Linked DNA regions of Mus musculus: region 1 is linked to region 2. Evidence: chromatin contacts called from public HiChIP or PLAC-seq data. All regions are on one chromosome and are shown on one strand. Each heading gives the region's core, a stretch centred on a gene start, on an enhancer-like site or on the middle of the called end of the contact. The rest is flanking DNA. Distances are from core to core; before and after follow the strand shown. Region 1 has its middle 69 kb from the start of Sox13. Region 2 has its middle 26 kb from the start of Gm51648.

Evidence for each region. HiChIP or PLAC-seq counts read pairs in DNA pulled down with a chosen protein or histone mark.
Region 1: an HNF4G HiChIP or PLAC-seq map of pancreatic cancer cells shows a contact between it and region 2. The contact joins two enhancer-like sites. A contact is called at or near these places in 2 of 484 Hi-C or Micro-C datasets (embryonic stem cells and gonadal supporting cells), 4 of 115 datasets of contacts at active chromatin or transcription factors (embryonic midbrain, embryonic stem cells and pancreatic cancer cells) and 2 of 9 other capture datasets (embryonic tail and embryonic trunk).

What each region holds. Positions count from the first base shown.
Region 1 is chr1:133,491,737-133,494,686 of GRCm38.p6, reverse strand. No RefSeq gene overlaps it. Among named protein-coding and RNA genes, the nearest start is that of Sox13, 69 kb to the right of the region's middle. RefSeq lists an enhancer at 626-2,818. Within about 2 kb of position 1,561, at least 188 of the 459 cell types and tissues checked have an H3K27ac peak or open chromatin away from gene starts, as enhancers often do. A contact at or near this core is called in pancreatic cancer cells, where this site is marked.
Region 2 is chr1:133,186,608-133,189,648 of GRCm38.p6, reverse strand. It overlaps a transcript of Plekha6 not described here. Among named protein-coding and RNA genes, the nearest start is that of Gm51648, 26 kb to the left of the region's middle. RefSeq lists an enhancer at 156-3,041. Within about 2 kb of position 1,513, at least 105 of the 459 cell types and tissues checked have an H3K27ac peak or open chromatin away from gene starts, as enhancers often do. A contact at or near this core is called in pancreatic cancer cells, where this site is marked.

The sequences.
Region 1 (2,950 bases), core at 312-2,811, 300 kb before region 2:
GGCTTTGAGATGGAGCCAAAAATGACCTTTAACTCCTAATGCTCCTCCTTCTACCTCCCAAGTGTTGGGATGATAGATGTGTGCTTCCAGGGTTTATTCGCTGCTGGGGACCGAGCCCAGAGCTTTGTGCACACTGGACTACTTTCCACCTCTGAGCCATGCTCCCCACCCCAGATGTTGCCTTACAACAGAGCTTCCGACCCGCTGTGGCCTCCACTACCAGCTCACTTCCCACTTCTCAACTTTGTTCTAGTTAGATGCTTTGATTTTCTTGGCCAGTGGCTATTTCCAGAGATCAAATCAGTAGCTGTAAAATGGATAAAACACTAAACATCAAAATCATTGACTATGTCAAACTTGAAATGCCATTGAAGACTTGGCAGGAGTGATTGTCAGTTAACTCAACTCTTCATTTCCTGGACTATGGAGTCCTAGCACTGGTCACCTGTAGTGAGCCCTATGGACAATGGGTCTGTCCCTGAGGAACTCCGGTTTCACTGATGTGTGGGCAGGGGACAAAGGGTATATGCCCAGTAGTTTCACACACAGGCCAGATTGGGCAGGGGGTGTCACACCCACATGTCTGAAGACACACACCATTTTGAGTTGTGGGGTGGGGAAGCTGATGAAGGGCCCAGAAATGGACTTAAGACCTCTGATGTGTCCCTGTATCCTTCCCATGTCCCCCTGCTTTAGGGTTTCCTGTATAAACTTTTGTATACGGCTCTCCTGGAAGTGCCAAGGGAGAGTCCAGCCACCATGCCCTCCCTGGTTCGACTGGGACTCTTACTGGCCACCAAGGTTACAACCCAGATTCCACTCCACCCCTGCCTTCAAAGTAGGCACGGGTACTTCGGGCTTCTTTTTTGCTGGAGTCTAAGAATCCTGCCAGTCATGGCTGGCGAAGTGAGGTAGGCACAGGACAAAGCAGGAATCAAAAGCAGTCTGGGATTTGAGAGGACCTGGCTGTCCTCTGGGCCTCTCCTAGTAGCTTCCCCTAACCCCAGACTGCACCCTCCCCTTCCTGTTCCCCTTCCTCCCCGAGCTCTGAGCAGCCAAGCTTAGCTTCCAGTCAGACTTTCCGGAAATCCCCTACCCAATTTCCATCTCCTGAAACAAAGACTCTCCAGAGGCTTTGCCCATTGTCCTTGGGACAGGAACAATGAAAGGGCGGAGTCGCCTCCGGCTGCGGGGCTGGCTCTAGTCCTGGCTGGTCTCCTGTTAAAGCATTGGCCAGAGCGCAGGGTCCCACACTTAGGGGCACAGCCTGCAGCCTTTCTTCTTCTAGCTGAACCTCTGAGTCTCAGGGCTGTAGCTGGACACCTGCCGTGCCTCCCGCAGGCTTAAAGTGGCCCCCGCTGCCTACTAAATCCCCTTCGTCCCAGGGGCTATTCTGCTCTTGCCCACCCCCAACTCAACGTCCAGTCCAGCTCCTCTGACCCTGGGGGGACCCGGCCCCTTCCCTACGGCTCGCCTTGCGGGGTCGGGTCACAGGAGGCCGGAGGATTCCAATGTGCAAATAAACACAAGTGGCTTTGATCAGGGCGACTGGCACAAGAAAAACGAGCGCCCTGGTCGCCAGAAAGGGGCGCTTGAAAGCGGGCTGAGGAAGAGCGCGGGGGAGCTCTATTCCTTTCGCTGCTCTGAAAACCTATTTTGTTTGAAAAAGAAAATAGGCGATCCTGGGAGAGGGCCCCCGCCAGGCATTTCAGACTTTCCCTGGAACCGAATATCCCATGAGTGGTTCTTTCTGTTCCCAGTAGGGGGTGGGCTGCCTGGACCCCACCCTCCCTGGAGGCCTCGCCTTTGGAACATCTCGGGTGCCCTAGGGAGAGACAGAGGCAGAAAGGAGCTGGGCTGGGGTGGGGTTGCAGGCTGGGAGGGGGCCGGGCCTATTGTCTCCCTGGGCACCAATCCACAGCCCCAGGCAGCTTAGAGAGGGCAGACAAAGGAGGGAATGGGAGGCACAAAGGGGCGCGGAATGAAACGGTAAGTAAAGGCAAACAAAAGTGAACCAGGGAGACAAAAGCTGGGAACAATATTCCCCAGGCAATAGGCTCTGGGAACAATAGGGACACTGACAGCCCCACAAAGACACCAGTGTCTCCAAGTAGACGTTATCTCAGGCAGTGGTTGGCAGCCCCGCTCTGGCTGCAGCTATTTTCAGTGCCGCTTTTGTGCCATGCTGAACAATATTCCTTGCATGGCTGCTGATAGAAAGATGAGAAGGTTTCTGTTTGATTCTCTCCTTCCTTCCCTCCTCCTCCCCCAGTTCCAGCCCTACCAGCTCCAAGGCACTGCAAGCCCAAGGCACTGGCCCCATCGGGGCTGTGTGCTTTGTGTGTGTGTGTGTGTGTGTGTGTGTGCTGGAGAAGACCCAGGCAGCAAGCCAAGAGGGTCTCTTGCAGCACTTCCGCCTGCCCTCCGACTGCCCAGGGCCACGGAGAGTGGAAGACAATGGAGAGTGGGAGATTAGGGCTGGGCAAGTAGAACTTGGGAAACCCAATTACCTAAAGTAGTGAACCCTTAAAGAGACCCACTTGGCATTCTTGGCCTCACTGTTGCTGGCTCTTCAGCAGAAAGGGGTCCCACCCTGCCACTCTGCTGCCTCCTCCTGTCGGTGATCCCCACCCACAGCTTCCTTCCCTTCTGTCCCTTAGCCTTGTGAGCTCCCAACCTCTCTTCCCAGCTACACCATAGCAAACCTAAGGGGTCAGCAAAGTCAACTCTAGTCTTAGGAAAGCATGGTTGTAGGATACTGGCCCCTCCTAGACCAGCCAGACTTTGCTCAAGACTGCCCAAGTCACATCCCACTGTGTTAGCCTCTCTGTGGTCAGAAACTCTGACCTGGAATTCTGACCCAGGCGCTCCTTTCTCATGGCTACTCTGCCAATGAAGAGAGTGACACAAGTCTCTTGGGATTCATTATGTATGGCTTCACTGTGGGCTT
Region 2 (3,041 bases), core at 264-2,763:
TTTGAGGTTTCAAATGTTCAAGCCAAGCCCAGTGTCACTCTCTCTTCCTGTTGCCTGCTGATCCAGAGGTAGAACTCTCAGCTCCTTCTTCAGCACCATATTTGCCTGCATGCTGCCATGCTTCCTACCATGATGATAATGAACTAAACCTCTGAACTGTAAGCCTGCCCCAATCAAATGTTTTCCTTTTTAAGAGTTGCTGTGGTGGTCGGGCAGTGATGACGTATGCCTTTAATCCCAGCACTTGGGAGGCAGAGGCAGGTGGATTTCTGAGTTGGAGGCCAGACTGATCTACAGAGTGAGTTCCAGGACAGAGAAACCCTGTCTCGATAAAGAAAAAGAAGAAGAAAAGAAAAGGGAGAAGGAGAAGGAGACGAGGACGAGGAGGAGGAAGAGAAGGAGGAGTTACTATGGTCATGGTGTCTCTTCACAGCAATAGAAACCTAACAAAGACAATAGACAAAGAATAGACTGTGAACCTGAGCAATATACCTGTTGAGGTCCCAAGTTGGGGACATGCCTCTGTGACCGTAGCAGATAGAGTGACCGCTGACCCTTGGTTAACCTCACAGATAGGAGCCGCAAGGTCCGGACAGGCAATACTCGGTGTGGAACGTAAGAGAGAGCCTGGGGTTCCTTGCAGCCTCTCTGTGTTTCTCAAACTCCATGTGGTGACTCACCAGTGGGTGTGAAATCAAGAGAAGGGTCAAGGCTATATTTAGAAAACGGTGTGGGGAGCCTTCCTGGAATAGAGCAGGAAGCTGTGGCAAGTGAAGGTAGCATGCTTGTTATTAGAGAAGGATAAATCTCATATCGGCTTCTCAGCAACATCCCATTAGGCGGCACCTTTCAGACTTCCTTAACTGTGTTCAGAGTTCTCACCTGTGTGACTTGCTCTCTGTCCTCAGCAGATTGGAATGCTAAGCTCCTTAGGAGTTAGGAGTCACATCTCCCAAGTGCCAGCCCCGATCCCAGGCTCTACCACCAAACTAGGCTCAGACCAGGAAAGCAGGTGACAGTCTAGGAAGTATCCACCAATGAAAAAGATTAAGGTGGAAAAAGAGGGGACCCACCATGGACAGATGGTGGGGATTCCCATCAGCCCCTCCACTGCAGACTGAGTAGTTATGCGGACTCCCATCAGCCCCTCTGTTTTACAGATGAAGGGGTGGGGAAAGAAGAGCTAGGACTGAGACCTGTGTTTGTATGGCCCTTGCCAGGAAACTCATACACATGTGGGAACATACATGTGAGGGCAGAGACAACACAGCATCCTGTTTTTGCCTTTCTCAGGATTTTCCAATTCCCTAAAGGAAAAAGAAGGCTGGGCACACCCATCTTCCTCTTTGTCCCACCCTATATCCTTCTCCATCTCTTTTGAGGTTGATTTTTTTTTCTCCCTAGCTCAGTACCCCCTCCCCCAAATACCAGCCAACTGGTTACCCAGGCAACTCAGCTGGGAGGCTGCCAGTTACCGTGGCAACCCAGCATGGCCACCGGGCTGTCTTGCATAGGAAGGTCAGGGGACCAACCAGGCTACCAAGCAGCTGGGAGGTTGCTAACAGGACTGGCCCAGGCTGAGAGGCCTACATGCCTGAGGGAATTAAGTTCCTGCTGTCTGGGACCTCTGTTTCCCATGAAGCAGCCTCCTCCAGTAAGGAGCATGAACCACACGCTAACCTCCCTGGTTCTGTCACCCAAGCCTGATCCTGCCAGCCAAACTTTTTTTTTTTGGGGGTCTCTTCTAGTCCTGGTTGGCCTGGAGCTCACTATGTAGAACCCTGTCAGCCAACCTTTTAGGTTTTATTTGTGTGTGTGTGTGTGTGTGTGTGTGAGAGAGAGAGAGAGAGAGAGAGAGAGAGAGAGAGAGAGAGTGTGTGTGTGTGTGTGTGTGTGTGTGTGTGCTCGAGCGCACGCTCTCTTTCACACATGTCACAGTGTGCATGTATAACTTAGAAGGCAGGAGTCAGTTTTCTTTCTTCCACCACGTGGGTCCCAGGTATGGACCTGAGATTCCTAGCCTTGGGAGCAACCCCTTCACTTGCCAAGCCACCCACCACTTTTTTCACTGTCACTGTCACCTCTCACAAGAAACAGTTTCTCAGACTGAGTAGCCACCGGCTGCTGGTCAGCCTGATTCAGGATTCCCCTCTTCCCAACACGCGCAGAAGTCAGCGTATTCGCAATATAAGTGTCTCTACGTGTACTCTCTAGTTCTTGCTACGCTGGTCACACTCTGGGTGTTATTGGTAAAGTTACCTTGATGGAGTACAAGTGTGTTATCTCACTTTGCATATGGAGCCACCAAAACTTGGAGAAATCCAGGGACTTGCACAAGGTCACAAAGCTAAGGTATGGACAGACTGACATCCTGAAACCCCTTGAGTGGCTTACTCCACCCCTCTCCCACCCTGCCGCACCTGGCTTTGGCTACTAGACTTTTTAGACATTAAATGATTATTTGGAGGCTGATTCATCACTCACACTATGCTTCATCTTCACCTCTAGGAAGAGGTCTTTCGTGTTCTTGCAGGATAGCTTAGAACCGAGACCCAGAGGTGTTTTCTGTTTTGTGTTTTGGAGACAGCATCTTGGTATGTAGTCCAGGATGGCCTAGAACTTGAAACCCCCTGAGTGTTGGGATTAGAGGGATGCACTATCACACCAGACTCTAAAACCCAGAGATTTAAAGAAACTTCCCAGGGTACTGAAACTATTTGGGAAAATCTTTACCTGTGAGGATCACCTAACAGGAGTCTCTTTCTGAGCCACGCTATAGAACAGTGGTTCTCAAAGTGTGGGTTGTGATGCCTTTGGGGTCAACTAAGCCTTTCACAGGGTTCAATTGAGACCATTGGAAAACAAAGGTATTTATATTACAATTCGTAACAGTAGCAAAATTACAGTTATGAAGTAGCAACAAAAATAATTTTATGGCTGGGGATCAGCACAACATGAAACTGTATTAAAGAGTCAGAGCACTAGGAAGGCTGAGAGCTGGCTCAGTGGTTAGAGCACTGACTGCTCTTCCAAAGTCCTGA